Linked DNA regions of Sus scrofa: all the other regions are linked to region 2. The links are chromatin contacts, called in public HiChIP or PLAC-seq maps. All regions are on one chromosome and are shown on one strand. The core of a region is the stretch at or near the end of the contact, and the rest is flanking DNA. Distances in the headings are between cores, read along the strand shown.

Evidence for each region. HiChIP or PLAC-seq counts read pairs in DNA pulled down with a chosen protein or histone mark.
Region 1: a contact with region 2 is called in an H3K27ac HiChIP or PLAC-seq map of skeletal muscle, with 7 times the contacts expected there. The contact joins two enhancer-like sites. A contact is called at or near these places in 1 of 47 Hi-C or Micro-C datasets (heart right ventricle) and 1 of 2 datasets of contacts at active chromatin or transcription factors (skeletal muscle).
Region 3: an H3K27ac HiChIP or PLAC-seq map of skeletal muscle shows a contact between it and region 2, with 11 times the contacts expected there. The contact joins two enhancer-like sites. A contact is called at or near these places in 8 of 47 Hi-C or Micro-C datasets (alveolar macrophages, embryonic fibroblasts, fetal heart ventricle and 5 more) and 1 of 2 datasets of contacts at active chromatin or transcription factors (skeletal muscle).

What each region holds. Positions count from the first base shown.
Region 1 is chr11:74,378,596-74,381,718 of Sscrofa11.1, reverse strand. All of the region lies in intron 2 of LOC110255854 (a long non-coding RNA gene), which reads right to left. Among named protein-coding and RNA genes, the nearest start is that of ARGLU1, 110 kb to the right of the region's middle. Within about 2 kb of position 1,303, at least 2 of the 83 cell types and tissues checked have an H3K27ac peak or open chromatin away from gene starts, as enhancers often do. A contact at or near this core is called in skeletal muscle, where this site is marked.
Region 2 is chr11:74,544,809-74,548,065 of Sscrofa11.1, reverse strand. No RefSeq gene overlaps it. Among named protein-coding and RNA genes, the nearest start is that of ARGLU1, 280 kb to the right of the region's middle. Within about 2 kb of position 1,670, at least 33 of the 83 cell types and tissues checked have an H3K27ac peak or open chromatin away from gene starts, as enhancers often do. A contact at or near this core is called in skeletal muscle, where this site is marked.
Region 3 is chr11:74,293,968-74,297,247 of Sscrofa11.1, reverse strand. LOC110255853 (a long non-coding RNA gene) reads right to left here. Exons shown (of 5, transcript XR_002336751.1): 4 at 3,149-3,280; 5 at 1,873-1,996. Among named protein-coding and RNA genes, the nearest start is that of ARGLU1, 28 kb to the right of the region's middle. Within about 2 kb of position 1,592, at least 32 of the 83 cell types and tissues checked have an H3K27ac peak or open chromatin away from gene starts, as enhancers often do. A contact at or near this core is called in skeletal muscle, where this site is marked.

The sequences.
Region 1 (3,123 bases), core at 54-2,553, 170 kb after region 2:
AAGTGGTGGGCTAGGGAAAGAAATAATGGAAGAGGAATGGCTAAACCAGGAACTAAAGTGAGAAAAGCTTGCAGGCCTAGAAAGCTGCATCCACATAAATGAAGTAAAATGCGGTATGTCTGGTACGCAGGGTTGCTCATGCAGCTATGTCTAGTGTAAGTACAGACCTGCCCTCTGAGATTTTAAATCTGCCTGAAAAAAAGGGATATTTATGATAAATTTGCTTATGCTGATGATATGCACCTACAAGTTGTACTTCTCAGTCAAATATGTACACAATTATTAAAGACGTTAAAAAAACAGGAGACACTGAGTGACCAACCAAAATGAGACCTCCCAGTAACACAGGAGATGGTTTCACACCAGATGTCCGTCATTCCCGTGCAGAACAGTGTGCTGTGTTTCTGACTGCATCTGTCTGGTTTCACAGTTCATCAACAAGACAGTCCAAGAGGAGACGGCACTGTTACTGCTTATTGCACTTATCATCTAGGCCGCTGCAGCAGACACATATCTATCCCAGCATAAAGAGCACACAGTTTGGGTACCTTGGAAATCAGTCATCCGTCTTACATGCTGATGAATGTCTCTTCACATCACTGGGTAAATTTACATTGTCTCCAGTGAGGGGGAGCAGAGAGCACACAGACACCTGAGACAAAACTGTGCCTTTGGAATGGGGAAAAGGCGCGGAGGACCGGCCTGTGAGCATCCCTCACCCACCATTGGAGGATACAGGCTAGTGAACGTGCCAAGGCCTGGGAAACATCTGGTACAAGATCTGATGCTGGCCACGAATGGTTGGGAAATAGTGTTGACGGCAAGCATGCCTAGTTTCTTTGTTTGTTTGTTTTTTCGTTTTTTGTCTTTTTAGGGCCACACCCGAGGCACTTGGAAGTTCCCAGGCTAGGGGTTGAATCGGACGTGCAGCTGCCAGTTTATGCTGCAGCCACAGCCACGTGGGATCTGAGCTGCATCTCAGCTGGATCCCTGACCCACTGATTGAGGCCAGGGATCAAACCCGCGTCCTCATGGACACTAGACAGGTTCATTACCACTGAGCCACAACAGGAACTTCAAGTCTAGATCCTAAGGGAGAGATTATCTTGCTTCTGTTTGGAATATGTGGAGGTTTTTTTGTTTATTGTTTTTGGTGTGTGTGTGTGTGTGTGTGCGCGCTATTAGTGGCAGTGGTATTTTTTTAGAGAAGGGATGCCTGGAAAGTGAACTTACAAGGACGGGGTGAGCCACAAGCTAATCATCTGTCGTCTGCCTCGGGTCCTAGGAGCTCCTCTGTGTGTCTGGGAGTCCTTGAGAAGGTCACAGGAAATGGCCTGCTGGGCGTAACTTCAGAGGGCTGGTGGACAGTGAGCTGCATTTCTTTTCCCATCAGTGTCTAAATTTGTCTCCATTGTTTCTTTTTTCTCTCTCCTGCTAAAATGGGACTTGGGCCCAGCGAGGGACAACAATATCTTGACAGAGAACCCTGCGCATCGAAGACAGGGTCATCTGCATTGTCCGAACGCCATGTGCAACAGAGATTACACCGCAGAAAACAAAAGAACTACGTAATAGAAACGGCCCCAGCCAGTAAACAAGAGAAACGTGACCCACTGGAGCAGGCACCTTCCTGCTGCGGTTGGAGTCGGTGAAAAATAATTGTTCCTCTCCCACCCCACCCCCATCACTAGCTTATGGCCAAGACAAAGGGGATCCTCAGGTTTCCCTGAGGCTCCAGCTCCGCTTTGGGAAAGGGTTAAGGACTTTCAGAATCTGCATGGGTGGAAATTCAATCCACACAGTCTCCTTGCACTGAACGGTACCCCAGTGGTCTCTAAGTATTAATGCCAACTTACAGTAGATCTATTATGACTGAGAGACACCTGACTCAACATGTAACAAAGGACAGTGTGGTCCATTTTTTTTTTTTTTTTTGCTTTTTAGGGCCACACCCATGGCATATGGAGGTTCCCAGGCTAGCGGTCGAATCAGAGCTGCAGCTGCCGGCCTACACCACAGCTCACAGAAACATCAGATCCTTAACCCACTGAGCGAGGCCAAGGATTGAACCCGCAACCTCATGCTTCCTAGTCGTATTTGTTTCCACTGTGCCATGATGGGAAACCCCAAATATTTTTTATTTATAAGGGATATTAGACTTAGTATTCAATGGCACATAAGTCAGTGACCCAGGTGATACATTCATTGTTGTTCAATAGAGCAAATGGCTTTTCATTCATTCAGTGAACATTTCTCTCTGCCAGGCTTTTAATTCAGCAGTAGGCTTAAATTCTAGAGCTAAATCTCTCAGCACCCTTGCAAATCTGAACACAGATGATTTTTAAAATCCCATATCTGGAGTTCCCACTCTGGTGCAGTGGGTTAAGAATCTGATGGCAGTGGCTCAGGTTGCTGTGGAGGTGAGGGTTCAATCCCTGGCCTGAAGCAGTGGGTTAAATCTGCAGCTGTGAGGAAGTTTGCAGCTATGGCTTGGATTCAATCCATGTCCCAGGAACTTTCCTGTGCCATGGGTGGGGCCATAAAAATTAAGAAAATAGGGAGTTCCTGTTGTGGTGCGGTGGTTAACGAATCTGACTAGGAACCATGAGGTTGCGGGTTCGATCCCTGGCCTTGCTCAGTGGGTTAAGGATCCGGTGTTGCTGTGAGCTGTGGTGTAGGTTGCAGATGCGGCTCGGATCCTGCGTTGCTGTGGCTCTGGTGTAGGCTGGCAGCTACAGCTCCGATTAGACCCCTAGCCTGGGAACCTCCACGTGCCGCAGGAGCAGCCCTAGAAAAGGCAAAAAGACAAAAAATAAAATAAAATAAGAAAATAAAAACAAATCTCATATCTAAGAACATGATAGTCATAAAAGTTAAAGTGTTTAGTATTTTCTTTGAGTTTATAGCATATATATCTAGATAGCTAGATACAGATAGAGAGAGCAAGATAGAGAGAGAAAGAAAGATACATAGATAGATAGATAGATAGATAGATAGATAGATAGATAGATAGATAGTCAGTCACTGGAGAAGCCTTTGGTGATTATATTTTACAAGATAGAAAGAACGCTAATACCCACAGGCTTGCTAACCTGATCAAGTCTCGGAGTACTTCCGAGACAG
Region 2 (3,257 bases), core at 421-2,920:
AAAAGGTTTTGTTCAGCCCTCCATCGTCAGGAAACCAGAGGCTCTTGGAGGAATATCCACAGCATGTAGGGCCCTTGCTCACGGGGCATTAACAGCCCCCGAGCCGGCGTGACCAAAGACTTATTGAAACGAGTTTCTTGCTTTAAATAAACCTGCTCTCGGCAGCCAACTGTTCATCCAGGAAGTGCCGTGAAGCCCTGGTACCCTGAAGAAGTTTACTCAACCAGAACGGAATGGAGCCGGGTGCAACTCTGCTATTTAATTTCGAGAACCCAGGAGAGCCACAGAGGACTCCTCCGACCCCCAAATAATTATAAACAACCACACGCAGCTAACTCTGAAACAGACTTCGACTCCATCAACAGTGATCAGTCCCATTTCCAAGCCACAGGGGCTTCTCTTCTTAAAGATGTTTTTAAAGTTTGTTTGACTTTCTTTTACTAATAAAATGACTTTAATTAGAATTCACCGCTGAACCTTAGTTTTGCGAGAAAGTGTCTGACACACCAAATTCTTTCTCCTAATTACTATGAAAGACAGAGCTTTGTTCAGGAGACAAAGCAACGGGCTGAGGATTTTGAGACAATTAATTCTAACCCAGGCTTTGCTACCAACTCTCACTCCATCTCAGTTCCTTTGACAATTAAGCATGAATCGACACCATGGTTTATGAACTTGTAAGTTACACAAAATGTGAAATGATCTGGTGACTGTTGCTAGTGAACAATTCCACATAACCTAATACTTAGGAGCCACAGCTCAGCTGTGTCTTACAAAATCTGGTTTGGGTTTCAAAGATATTTCTCTGCATTATTCGTCTTATTCTTTGGATTTTGTACCAAGATGGTTTCTTTACGTGCAGAGAGAGGATTGCTGACAGGCTCTAATGTTTTTGGAAAGTTTAGATGATTTAGCCCTTAATAAATAAAGATTAGCAAGAATTTATAATTTATAAGTCTCATAAGAATACTTTAAGGCACATTAAAGCAGAAAGATGATATGAGAGCCAAATTCTGCTTTCGCCTCAAAATTACCATTATGATTGTAGGAGGATGTGCAAAGATTAAGAAAGAACATCTTTCAACCTCTGTATTATTTTCAATGTAGCAACAACCTAGTATTTTGTTGTTGTTTTTGTCCAGAAGGAGTAGGAAAAAAAGTCAGTTTTATGTGTTTGAATTAATCCAACCTCATTATTCTTCAACATTGACTCGAGAGGCTGGTCACACGCCCTCGACGTGGCCAGCAGAGGGCAGTATATAACAGCAGAAACCGTGTGTTGAAAGGTAAATCCTCTTACTTCTACAGACCAAAAGAAATAACATACAAATACAGTTTCCATGAAGTGATTTCTAACCAAAGAAACAAACATTCTGGCATCAAAATAGATTTTAAAGTGCAGTCGGAAGTCGTGAAGGCTCCTGGAAAGACCCCTGTGTTTTCGCTGCGACCCCAGCAGCACACGGTCCTCGCTCCATTTTGTCTCCAAAGCCAAAAACCCTCACTTCTTTGTTTCAGCGTTTTGTTGAATTTAGAGTCGACCCCACTGCACAGGGAAAACGTCCAGGGCTGTGTTCGGAAGCGAACCCAGAGCGCCTTCAACGAGCCAGGGCGGAGCCTCCGGCAGCCTGGCAGCTCCGTCTGCGCGCGGAGCTGAGGTTGGGCCTCCACGTGGCCCCTGCAGGAGGGCACCCTCCTCTTCTCTCTCCACTTTCCTCCTCCTCCACGTCCTGGGTTCTCCCAGCTCCATCCCTGGACCCGGAACCGAGCCCCATCCGAGTGGCCGGGGAGGATTCCAAGGAAAGCCCCACCCCACCCAAAAAGGCGTCTCCAGTTTGGTGCTGTGAGTCTTCTCCGTCCTTTAATAGAGTGGTTGGAAGTAAAAATAGCACGCTTTCATTTCCATCGCAGGCGTTGGCCCTGCTGCCTCCTCCTTCCCTGGGGCCAAGGCCAGGTTCTCAGGGCTCCCCTCCTACACCCCGCGCCACCCTTCCTCTCACCTCTCCTCACCCCCACCGCCACCCCCGACTCCGTTCCCCCTCCCAGCCTTAGACCATGGCATTGAATTCCTAATGGCTGGAGCCTCCTGGGCACCAGTGTTTCCTCTGTTCTTCTGCGACCTACCCCAGCGACCCTCCCCAACCAGGCTGCCTACTCCCCTATTCATACGTCTGGCCTGGCTATTGCTCACTTTTTGTTTTTGCTTTTCCTTAGGAAAGTAAAAAGTACAGGACAAAGACAAAGGCTGGCTATTAAAATGATAACAATAAGAAAGATGAACACCGCGGGCGACTCTGAGCCGAAACCAAAGTCAGCATAGGGGTCACATGAGCCCCAGAATTCCAGTCAGCCAGCCTCACCAGCCTGAGTAAGACCTGGGTAATTTGAGGAATGAGTGGGCTCCCTTTTTAAAATTCATTGTCTTATAAAAAGGGGGGGAAAAAAACCTCTTAGTTCCTAAGCAGCTGCATCACTCGCCAAAACTGACATGAACTTAAGTGTTTAACACAAAGGTGTTTCCTTTCCTCTCAAGACAATTTATCACCTTTCGCTTCAAATATGGAACGTGAATTTGCTGGGCGGCATGAAATATGCCCCATACCTCCAAATATTTCAAATTAGAAAAGAAAAGAATAAATATGAGATTTCATAGTTTTCAAAGACATGATGTGTTGCCTTCCAGGTTATTCACATTTAATTTTATAGGAAAGGATATTTTTAAAAGCTCAGTAAGGGTTGTATGCTTTCCAAGGGGAACGTGCAATTTCTACATTTTCCTACATCCCGGGGTCCGCTGCACACCTTGGCTGAACCTGACTCCGTCTTAGCAGAAAGGCTGTCCTCTAGAAAGGGAGATCTCACAGCTGGCCCCAGGAACAAACCCAGCCTCTGAAAGAAACTCCTCTGTGGACGGCGGCATTTCTTCTCTCTTCTCCACAGTGAAGAGCCTTAAATCCACACTTCCCTGGAGTCCAAACCATATATATGATTTTGAAAATCAGTATGTAACTATCAACATTTTCTACTCTGGTCAAAATTCTGAGGGATGGTTAATTTTTTAAGAAACTTCGGCCCTCTGATTATTTGTATCCATCTCAGTGAAAACGTGGTGACTGTCAATGTTGAGTCTGAGATGTACGGGCAGGGCTGGCGAAAGGCGCCTGGCGCGCACTCAGAGAACTGACCCTAAGGCCAACCTCTGAGCAGAGCCCATCAACAGAATCTCTGGCAAGCCTTCATCCTTCATTTTCAAAACA
Region 3 (3,280 bases), core at 343-2,842, 250 kb after region 2:
TCCTCCATTTCTCTCCGGTCCCTACCAGAACAATGTGCTGCGAGGTGACAAACACGGTCAAGGTCACAGGGCAGGAGTTCTCCGGCTCCTGCTGCTGTGAAACTCTCAGATGGATCGTTTATAAACCACCAAGAACAAAAGCTTTCTTAAGAAAATCTTATCTTTGTTCTACAAAAAGTAATTGATGAAAGTGGGGGGTAAAGGGTATTTTCATTTCTGCCACGCGGTCTGGTGGAGATGGAGGCCACCCAGATTCCAGCTCATCTGTATAGAGTTCAGCTTAGGGTCCTGAAGGATAAGATAGAAGGCCGTGCTGACTTAAGCTTCGAAGAAAGACTCTCCTTCCAAGACTGACTGATAATCAATCAAAGTGCCCTAAAAGGTCATGGTCCGTCCACTGCAGAGATCAGACCAGCTCCTGCTGCGGAAGCCCCGCCCTGCGCGCCTCCAGCGGAAGGGCAGCTCCCCGCAGGGGTGCGAAGTCGAGGCACTTGCTGGGCTGGAATCTGCTCCCTCAGTGCCTCTAGACGAGTCCCTTAACCTCTCCGTGCGGCAGTTTATCTCTGCAATGGATACTCCCTCGTAAGGCTGTGAGGAGGATTTAATGAGTTAACACACAGGTAAAATAAAGAATAAAAATCCGTCAGCCCTTGGCCTGCACCACTGACATTTTGGAGAGAGAAATTTTCATAAAGCCTAGTGAAATAGAAATTTTAAAAAGTGGTGACCAAGGACAGACGCTGGGAAAGCCCTATTCACACCTCTTTCCACCTTCTAGGACGCTGCCCAGTCTCTGTCCCCACTTCTCATTCTGTCTTTTAGTTACCTGGGGGCGAGAAAATGGACCCCTCCCCCTACAGCCCTCTGTCCCCACCTCTTCCCAGTGGCTCAGAGTTAGGCTTTCAGAGGTTTAACAATGGAAAGAGAGAAGGATGACAATGCGCTGATTCTCATGACATCTGCCTATTATGAGCGTTTGACTTCAGCTCAAGGTAAGTGAATCATTTCAGATCGCGTGACACAGAGTAAAATGTTTAGCCGCAGAAGAGCCTCTCCAGCCTTCTTCCTATCATACAGGCTCAGCCCCCTCCTAAGACTATTACCAGCCTCAGAAGTGCAGGCATCACCCTAGAATTACAGTTTTCTTAAAGTAACCATATAGATTCCACTCAAGACAGCAGTCGAGGTGACCAGTTGGTCTTACAGAACCAACTTACATTGCAATTCAGATATAAATGTTCAGATAAGAGCATTTTTTATTTTTTATCGATTTTATTTTTACGTGTAATAAAGAATCACACCTAAAAGTCTTGATTATATAAGTTACAAATTTTGGTTTACATGGTTGTGATTTTTTTGTGTGTAATCAGACAGGAAAGAAAAAAAAAAACCTCACACAAGGTCTGACGGGACCGTCGGTTGTGGTGAAAATAAAAGCTGGATCTCCGCTGAGGGATCGATGCTCGGCTTTCTCCGGTTTTAATGTCTTTTCCGTCTGCCTTGGAGCCGGCGCGGGAGGTGCGGGACCCGTGTTCCCACGGGTGATGGACGGCGCCCGCCGCTAGGGGGAGCCAAGCGAAGGCGCGGCCAGTCTGCGAAGGAGGTGGTGGGTGGGTGCAGGAAGGCGGTGCCCAGATAAAGGGGCAAAGAGGCGGCCCCCGGAGGGGAGGAGCTCCGGGTGCATCTGGGGCGTTTAGGAAACCAGCCACCCGTGTCTTTGGCTTGATGATCAGGTGCCCGGTACATAAGCAAAGGCCGAGGGGCTGGCTGCCAAAGCAAGGCGCCCTGGGCCTTGCGTTTCTCTCCCACTTTCATCTGCGCCCACCGGCGACAAGTGCAGGGAAATGAAGTCGGAGATTCTTGATGAGAACCGGGATTTTCGAGGAATTATCAGCCGTGACGTGGAACCCGTTGATAATGGGCTTGGTTTCATTTAGCCATTGTTTAGTTTTCCTTCCAAAACCTCAGGGAGGTGGAATTGGGGGAGGGGCGGCTCCTGGGCAGGCAGGGGACAACGGTTAAGGGTGGAGGCTGCAAATCTAACCCCGGTGACAGGCTCAGTAGGAAAGAGCACTGCACCTGTTTTCTTTTCTTTCTTTTTTTAAAATAATCTCTCTTCCCCAAGTCATGTCCTAGTCAGCATTTCCCAAAAATCATGGCCAAGAGGGCCGTTGAAAGGGATTGTTAATTGTCTGGGTCTAGTCACTGATAAGAATAAACCTGCTGAGGCCAGCTGGGCTTTTGTCGCTGTCAGCCATAAGGGACATTGTTCCAGCACAGGGGGGACTGGGAGGATAAGGGAAGGAAGGCGGGGGAGAAGGGGAACCCAGGTGGCCCCTTGGCCCTCCAGGAAGGGTTACCCCCAACTGACCGAGTGCAAGGGGCAGGAGGAAGCTGTCAGTCCTCGCCAGGGGGCCAGAGCTTGTCTCCACCAGAGCCTTTTGTGCCACACTAGAGTCTGCCCCCTGCCCAGAAGACAACGTGAGACCTTTGCTGATCCTGCCACACTCGGCCACAGTATTCTAAATCTTGGGGGTTTTGTTTTTTACTTTTGTCTTTTTAGGGCCATACCCAGGGCATATGGAGGTTCCCAGGCTAGTGGTGGAATCTAAGCTGTAGCTGCCAGCCTACACCACAGCCACAGCAACGCCAGATCGGAGCCGCATCTTCGACCTACACCACAGCTCACAGCAACCCTGGATCCTTAACCTGCTGAGCGGGCCCAGGGATCGAACCCACATCCTCATGGATACTAGTCAGATTCATTTCTGCTGAGCCACGACGGGAACTCCTTATTCTAATTCTTGGCACAGCATTTATCACTCTCTAATACTGATTTACCCATCAGCTCATTCAGTCATTTCTTTAGTTTCCTGTGTCTCCTACTAAAATGTAAACGCCACTGAAAGCAGAGACTTTTTCTTGCTTTTGTTTTCTTTTTCTTTTTAGGTCTGCACCCGCAGCATATGGAAGTTCCCAGGTTGGAGGTTGAATTGGAGCTGCAGCTGCCGGCCTGCACCACAGCAACGGCAAGCTGGGATCCCTAACCCACTGAGTGAGGCCAGGATCTTTGTGGGTACTGGTCAAGTTCATAACCCTCTGAGCCACAACGGGAACTCCAAGCAGAGACTTTTTCTGCGTCACTCACCATGACTGGCCCAGAATGTGATGTGGGCAGGCCGTGGCAAGCGTCCAGCAACTGTTCCTATGTGAATAACAATCTGTGATTGAGGAAGTGTCCCCAGCAGCAGTGGCGAGGCGGAGGGGCTGGCTTTGGGGG